Linked DNA regions of Mus musculus: region 2 is linked to region 1. Evidence: chromatin contacts called from public promoter capture Hi-C data. All regions are on one chromosome and are shown on one strand. The core of a region is the stretch at or near the end of the contact, and the rest is flanking DNA. Distances in the headings are between cores, read along the strand shown. Region 1 holds the start of Gpi1 (glucose-6-phosphate isomerase 1). Region 2 holds the start of Ctu1 (cytosolic thiouridylase subunit 1).

Region 1 (4,185 bases), core at 736-3,235:
GAACTCAGAGAGATCTGCCTGCCTCTGCCTCCAGAGTGCTTGGATTAGTGGTGTGCGCTACAGCTGCCTTGCTTTTTTTTTTAAGGTTCGCCAGCCCCTCTTTTAAAAACATACTTTATAAAAATTTCAGCTTCTTTTTTGAGTCAGGGTCTGTTGGTGAGATCTGGAGCTCACCCCTGAGGCCAGGCTGGCCATTGAACCCTAGGACCCTCCCGTTTCTGCCTCTCTAGCACTGAGATTGCAAAAGGCCACCATGTGCAGGTTTTTCCATGGGCTCTGGAGAGTAAACGTGTCCGTATCCTCGCATGCTTCTGAGGCAAATGCTTTACAAAATTCTCAGTTCCTGTGTTTTGGGTTTTTTTTAGACGTGATGGCTTCAGATTCCTATGTTGCTGACCCTGGCCTTGAACTCTCGATCTTCCTGCCTTTCCTCCCTTCATGCTGGGATTATAGTGCCACCCCAGTGCCTGCCACCCCAGTGCTAGATGTCCAGCACTGTTTGGGAAGCTTAGCAAGTATCAAGACTTACACATATTTCCCGCAGTCCCCCGCAAACACTTCACCTCACCTACTCGTCCTCATTTGAAGTCTCCCTTGTCCCTCGGACTTGTGGATAAGAATCCAGTTTTTCTAGGAAGTTGGATCCTAAAGTGCATATCTTGCCCTTTCTCTCTAGGCGATTATGGATCCCTCACTCATTCCATCCTCTATGTCCGTCTCCTCCTGCTTGACTGAAGCTCCCTCCCTCAGGACCTGCTTTAGCTCACTGAGCTAACTGATCCATTAGGCAGTGTGTCAGATAAAGTCCCTGCTCCATGTGGACTTGTTCAGTGGCTCCTCATCTCTAAACAGAAATCAAAATTCTCACAATGATTTGTAAGCCACTGGGTGAATTCCCTTCTCTAATGTCACCTCTATGACTTCTTCCCCTAATCTGCTCCACTCCAGCCACATGTGTCTTCTGTTTGTGGGACATCTATGGGTGCTGTTTGTGGGACATCTATGGGTGCTCTTGTCTCAGACTTTGCAGTGTCTTTTCCCTTTGACTGAACACTTTCCTTCCAGGTAGCCAACTGGCTCATTTCTTCCCCTTCATGCTTTTACTCAAATATAATAAAGAGTGAATTTTTTTTTCTTAACCATTTAGTTAAAGGAAATGCTTATTTCCAACCTGCCTTTAAATATATATACATATAATTTCATTTTTATTGTGTGGTGGATATTTTATTAATTATGTGTGGGAGTGGACATACAATTTTTATTATGTGTGTGGGGTGGGTATATAATTTTAGCATTAATTATGTGTGGGGTGGGTATGAGCATAAGGATGCAAGTGCCATTGGTATTCCCATTGGTTGCAGCGGGAGTTACAGGCAGTTATGAGTACTGGGAACCCAATTCAGGTCCTCTGCAAGGGAACTATGTGTTCTTAACCACAGTTTCATCTCTGGGGCTTCATCCAGTTTGCCTCTTCTCAGGAGCACTTGCCAGCTCTGAAATCCCATAAATTCTATTTACTTATTTGGCTTACGTACCCACAACACTTGCTTTAGTACCTCTAACCAGGAAGGCATTCCATAAAGTTCTGCTAAATTGGGCTCAGCCGGTAAGAGCACTCAACTACTCTTCCGAAGGTCCTGAGTTCAAATCCCAGCAAACACATCCGTAAGGAGATCCGACTCCTTCTTCTGGAGTGTCTGAAGACAGCTAGAGTGTACTTACATATAGTAAATAAATTCTTTAAAAAAAAAAAGTTCTGCTGAATTGAATACATGAATGAATGAAAGAAGCAAGCGGATCTGGCACGAGAAACTCCGCCTCTGCCCTTCAAGTCACTTCCGAACAGAAGCCAGCCAAGGTTCATCGCAAGTGGCCACACTTGTGTTACAGAGAGGCCAGCAGAGGCCCCCAGATCTACAGCTGCCGGCAAGGTCGCCTAGCGGACGCGGAGGACAGAGGTGGGGCGGGGCCGGAGGCGGGGCGGGGTCGGACGCCTGCGCCATAAAGCCCGCTGCGCGCACTGGTACCGACTTGCCGCGCGCCGCCGCTCCTCTTTCCTTCCTCTTCCGAGCACGTCCTGCTCCGTGTACCTCTCGGGTCCCTCGCCATGGCTGCGCTCACCCGGAACCCGCAGTTCCAGAAGCTCCTGGAGTGGCACCGCGCGAACTCTGCCAACCTCAAGCTGCGCGAACTTTTTGAGGCGGATCCGGAGCGCTTCAACAACTTCAGGTGCACGCACGGGGTCGGGGCTCCCGTGACCCCCCCCCCCCCAGCAGCCCTGCAGGGCCCAGGCCGGGGCCGCACTTTGTCCTTGATGCCTCCTTGGAGTGGGTTTTGGGACCCGCGTGCTAGCCAGAGGGCCGAGGCTGCTTAGTCATTAGGAGGAATCGGCTCCTCCTTGGGGATCCCTTCGCCCCCGCCTCTCAGTCTCAGCCATTTGAGTAGGGATTTCTAACCACCCATGAGGAGGAGCAGCCGCTGCTGGCTCGACAGGCACGAGAGAGCTGTCCCCTCCCACCTGCTCCTAGTGGGCTTTGGTCAGACAGGGTGGGTAAGGCTGAGATTTCCTGGGAGCCACGGTGTAAAAATAGAGCGGCGGAGGCAGGATGCAGAGGCCAGAGAGACTTGTGAGCGACTGCGAAATAGAAGGGAGGGTGGAAGAAATCGTACATGTGATGCATCTTCGTGCCTTGTCACTGATGCCAGGAGGCGAGGGACCTGGGATGACCACCTGTGGTTCCTCACTGGACGTCCCTGATACCTCTCCCTGGGTGTTTCCTTGTAAGTTTGAGATGTGGAGCTTGAAGGGGGAAGTTCTGCCCAGGATCTGTCTACATCTTCTTTCTGTGGCGTGGCTTCCTACACTACTTAACACTGCTACAGGTCAGCCTTTGTGGCCAGGCACTGCCGCTGGGGTGTGACCAGCAGCGTCTCCATCTTTCTGCAGCTTGAACCTCAACACCAACCATGGGCATATTCTGGTGGACTACTCCAAGAACCTTGTGAACAAGGAGGTGATGCAGATGCTGGTGGAGCTGGTAATGTTCTGACTGGGGAGTTGTGATCTCTGGGTTGGGTTGTGGGTGGGGGCTGCGCTTTGTTTTGGGTTCTAGGTCCCGGTGTGGAGTTGGTATCCCAGGGATCTCCAGGCCCCCTGCTGATTGAGCAGACTCTTTGAAGATGCTGGAAAAGGAATCTGTCTATGAAGAACATCTGTCAGCCTCAAGGGGGGGGGGGAGTGGGGGGGGAGGGGGGCTGGACTTGTGATAGGTGATGAGGATGGGGGATGGGATACAAGACCTCAGCAGTGGCTTCTCTCCCTAGGCCAAGTCCAGAGGCGTGGAGGCTGCACGGGACAACATGTTCAGTGGTTCCAAGATCAACTACACCGAGGTAAGCAGTTACACCCGCCGCCCCCCCCCCCTCTTCCTCCTCTTTGCCGACCGTTATCAGCATCGCCCTGTGTCTTCACCCTTGCTCTTAAGCAATGCTTTTGCCTCACGAAGGTGCTAAAGGCTTTTCTTTGGGGGCAAGAGAGGTTGCAGAGCTTTGGGGTGTGATTTCTCTGAGACTGGCAGCCTGGACTTGGCAATCAAATTGGCACAGTTCCTGGTGTCCAGGGAGGGGCACAACCCAAGCCTGAAGGGAGGGATTTGCTTAAGGCTGGCTGAGACATGGCTGAGACATTTTCTTGGACAACTTCAACCTTGATACTCTGATGGATCCTTGCTACAGGTTGTTCTAGTGACAAGAAAAATCATGTCACCAAAGCCCTTAGTTTCTTTGACAGTGGAATGAATAAGAGGTGAGAGTATGACAGCGGTTGGGAAACCCTGGCCCTGACTTGGTGGGGAAGCCTGCAGGCATAGGAGACACTCTGCACTGAGAATTCTCAGTGTTGATATTTTTTTCCTTTTAATTATGAGTGTGTGGGTGTGTGTACATAAGTACAGGTGCCTACAGAGCTGTCAGATTCTCCCGGAACTTCAGTTAGAGATGGTTGGGAGCCACCCAGTGTGTGTACTGGGAATCCAACCCCGGCTTTTTAGAAGAGTATTTTGGTTGGTTGGTTGGCTTTTGAGACAGGGTTTCTCTGTGTAGCCCTGACCAGGCTGGCCTCGAACTCATAAGAGAGCCTCTTGCCTCTGCCTCCCGAGTGCTGGGACTAAAGGCGTGTGCCACCAC
Region 2 (4,185 bases), core at 1,243-3,742, 9.4 Mb before region 1:
TGTAATGAATCAGTAAAATCTCTCCAAGCTCAGGCCTCTCCCCCAGACCACCTCATCTCCAGCGTGGACTACCCGGGAGCATCCCGCCTTTCAGAACAGGTCAGGCTGTCCCTGGGATTTACCACAATGACCAGAATGATCTGGCAAATATTTGTTTACTGTCAGGAACTTCCATGAGGTCAGGACCGGTACCACTGAGCACTGCATCTCAACTCCGACCTCCCTGATTCCTTTCACCGAATGGTGTCCTGCAGTGGAGCTCAGGTCTGTCCTTCCAGATGCTCAGACTAGAAGCCCTGAGGTCTAGGACCACTCTGGTCACTCATCCTGTGTGGGGCTCAAAATTCAAAGTCCAGTCTTGACTTGTTCTCCAAAGGTCCCTAGTCCATCCTCAGAACTCATGCTCAGATCCCCTAAAAGGATACAGCCAATCCTTCTGTGGCCTCAGATGCCAGACACTTCCCACCTACTCCATGGCCAGGGCTGCAGTAGAATTCTAGTAACTCGTCAGGAGTGGTAACGCACGCCTTTAATCCCAGCACTTGGGAGGCAGAGGCAGGCGGATTTCTGAGCTCAAGGCCAGCCTGGTCTACAAAGTGAGCTCCAGGACAGCCAGGGCTATACAGAGAAACCCTGCCTCGAAAAACCAAAAAAAAAAAAAAAAAAAGAATTCTAGTAAATCGCTGTATCTAGGGTAAACTTTAGAATGAAATGGTTGTCTTTCAGTGTACCAAGAATAGACATCAAAATGAATTGTTCTCTAGAAGTACTTTGACCTTGAAGACGTCATCGCAGAAGACGTAGATCATTTTCTATTGTCTATGAAGTTGTTTTCTGAAGGAGCTTTAGGGCCTTGGCATGACTTGGTACAAGACAGTCCTGATACATATGCGATGTCTTGCATTATTGAGTACAGCAAACAGTCCACAAGAGGGACCAAAGTTTCAGGGGTGTGATGTTTCCTTTGATGAGGAGTTTTGGTTTGAGAAACTTTTTAACCCCCCCCCCCAAAAAAAACAACTTTTGTGAAGAAAAAAAAAGACTACCTCCACCTAAATCTTCACATATTATTTAACTATGCAACCTAATTCTTATTTTATTTTAAAAGTTTTTCTGCTGCCCAGAAGTACCTGTCCTAAAGGAGACACAACCTAAAGTAAACGCTAAATAAAAAGAAAGAGCCTGACGTTCAGTTCATTGAGGCTGGACCTCCTTGCTGCCTTGGAGCCCGATTACATTCTAAGGTGACCCTCATTGTTTGATTATCCTGCACAACTCAGAACACTGGCACAGCCTGCTTGTCTGGGTCACTGGTCTCTGCCTTGGCCTCCCCTCCTTCACGACAATTTGCATATAACAACCTGCAGATCCAGCCCAGTTACCTTTTTGACAGGTCCGTGAATGATGCTTGGGAGGCCCCGTGGCTCCTTTCCAGAATGCTCTCAAGTATCCCAGGAACACTCCTTTCCTCTGGCCCAAAGAGTTCTTTCTGATCACTGAACCCAGCAAGCAGCCCTCAAGACTCCCCTAACTCTCCTGGCTGAGCACTGCCCCTTGAACTATCCTCCTCAGCCTTTGTTTCTCCCCTTCCTCTCGCCCGGATTAGGTTCACACCAGTCTCTCCTCACTTCTCCTCACGCCCTGCCCAGCAAGCCCTAGAATCATCAGGCTCAGAGGTGCCTCCAGGCTTGACCTCCTAACGACCCACTTAGGATCCTTGCAGGGCACCTTTCAAGTGCTCCCCAAATCTGTCCCTTCTGCCTGGCTTATCTGTCTCCTGAGAGTGCCCACCACCTTCTACCCCCGCATTTATGCAGAATGGCGTGTAAATACACTCTCTGTTCTCAGTCATCTAATCCTGTGAGGGGGTTGCTATTGTAAGGAGTAGCTTACAGACACACGCAGAAACAGAAAAGGGGGATACCACATCAGTAGTAGCCCTGAGATCATGGAGGGAACCTGGTTGATAGATATATCAGTAGTCTTTAGCTGACGGAGCGAACAGGGCTTATGCTAATTAAGTAAGTATCTGGGATGATGGGGGAAAGAATTGTGTACAGACTGGCGGCAAACCCCCGAGGTAATAACAGGCGTGGTGGTGCACGCCTTTAATCCCAACACTCAAGAGGAAGTGGCAGTTGAATTTCTGCAAGTTCCAGGCTAGCCTGATCTACAAAACAAATTTCAGGGGTGCCTCCGGGTGGCCAACTCTCCTAAAGGGCAGAAGAGGCGTCACCAGAACATATTTAACAGGGGCAAGAGAAGGCAGATGATCTGTTACCACCAAATGAACAAAGCGGCCTGGCAAGAGACCAGACTAGGAGATCCTGGCCAGAACGCGAGTTGACAATCATAAAAGCGAGTGCCAAATCTCTAGAAAGACCTTCAGCTCTCCCGTGGCACCATGGCCCCAAGCCCGTAGGAACCGGAGGAAGAGGAACACTAACCTGAGTGGAACGAGCTGAGTACTCTGCCTGCCACGCGGAAGCCTGGAGCGGAAAAATGCCCTGGGACTACAATTCCCATAAGGCCTTGAACTGCTTTGCCTACGACTTCCAGAATGCAACAGCTCCAGACGCGGGCCTGTAACTCTACAGCAGCTTGGACTCCAATTCCCAGAAACACTTGAGAGTACAGCTTTCCTTCTGCCAAATGCCTCCCCACGGGCCGACTCTGTAGGGCGCACACCAGGGCCTGGGAACCGAGCCCAGAATCCTGATGTTGTCCGGCAACGCGAGGTCACCAGAAGGGAAGTTGAAATCAGAAGTGGTTGAAATCAGAATGGCTGCAGTATAATTTCCTAGTTTTGTGGACTATCATATACTTCTGCTACTTGCTTGCTTCTCAGTCTCTGTTACTGTTTCCCCCTCCCTCTTCTCTGTGTCTCTCTCCCTTGCTCTCTCTTTCTTTGATTCTCTCCCCAGGATCTTACCATGTAGCCTAGGCTGTCCTGGAGGAACTAGCCATATAGACCAGGCTGGCCTTGAACTCAGAGACCCACCTGCATCTGCCTCCAGAGTGCTAAGATAAAAGGTGTATGCAATCTTGCCCCTTTCTGTCTTCCTTCCTTCCTTCCTTCCTTCCTTCCTTCCTTCCTTCCTTCCTTCCTTCCTTCCTTTCTCACAAAGGTGGAAGGAGTCCAGATGACACACAGCTATGTAAGCTATTGTAATACACATCAGTAAATTGTCGTCTTGTACTGTTTAAGGTCACCGGGAACCTGGCGTCCCAGCCCGACTTTAGACCCAAGCATTTTGTCTTAAAGCGTTCTCCAAGACCGCTTCCTCAGTCACCAGCCGGCTTCCTGGTCCTGTGAGAAAGTGAAAGAGAACAGCCAAATAAAGTGGAAACGCTACTTCCTTAAGAACAGGAGAGTAAGTTCTTAGAAGAAAAATAGTGTATCCTTGAACACAGATAGGATGGGACCCATTCCCAGAGACCTCTGCTACTTCTCATCCCATAGGACATCTGTGGTGGGAATGGTTAGTTGGGAGTCTGTCTTCCTGGGATCCTCTTCTTCAGCCTCCTGCAGACTGTGTGTGGTTCCCAGCTTCCCCAGTCTGTTTCTACTGGATGTTTGTTTCATGTCTGACCTGGTGCCCCATTATCTTTCTGCAGTTTGCTGTTTATGCACTTGAAATGAAAAGCATTCCTACTGTGGATCATTCTCCAGTTTCAGACAGCTTTCTACCGACGAACCACACTCCAGCCCCTCACTAGGGGATTCTAGGTAGGGACTCGATTATTGAGCCACTTACTACCCAGGAACTTACTGGGAAATTCTAGGCAGGGGTTTTAACACTGTGCCACACCCTAGCCTCTCATTAGGGGATTCTAAGTGGATGCTCTATTACTAAGCTAGGTATATTCCCAGCACCTCATTGGAGAAACTCTAGGCAGAGGTTTTAATAGTGAGCCATGCCCCAACTCCTCAGTATTGGTATTAGGTAAGCACTCTAATACTGAGCTATAGCCCCAGAATGCACCACTTCTATGCTTTTTAAATTTAAACAGGGTCTCGCCATGTGGCCAGTGCAGTCCTCAAACTTATAATCCTTTGCCTCGGTCCTCCAAGTAGCTGGAATTACGGCCCTGAGCTACCAGCCTGGGTTCAGCTCCGTGGTTCTCAACCTTCTTAATTTTGCAACTCTTTCACACAGTTCCTCATGTTGTGGTGACCCCAGT

The links. Promoter capture Hi-C pulls out the DNA fragments that hold promoters and counts their contacts.
Region 2: a promoter capture Hi-C map of liver shows a contact between it and region 1, with 3 times the contacts expected there. The contact joins the promoter of Ctu1 here to the promoter of Gpi1 in region 1. A contact is called at or near these places in 3 of 39 promoter capture datasets (cranial neural crest, liver and second pharyngeal arch cranial neural crest).

The regions. Positions count from the first base shown.
Region 1 is chr7:34,228,136-34,232,320 of GRCm38.p6, reverse strand. Gpi1 (glucose-6-phosphate isomerase 1) reads left to right here and starts at 1,985. Exons shown (of 18, transcript NM_008155.4): 1 at 1,985-2,229; 2 at 2,948-3,038; 3 at 3,325-3,393. The coding sequence starts at 2,108. It overlaps Gm12762 (a long non-coding RNA gene), which reads left to right. Exons shown (of 2, transcript XR_881947.3): 2 at 1-1,139.
Region 2 is chr7:43,670,338-43,674,522 of GRCm38.p6, reverse strand. Ctu1 (cytosolic thiouridylase subunit 1) reads right to left here and starts at 2,492. Exons shown (of 3, transcript NM_145582.1): 1 at 2,448-2,492. It also overlaps a transcript of Siglece not described here.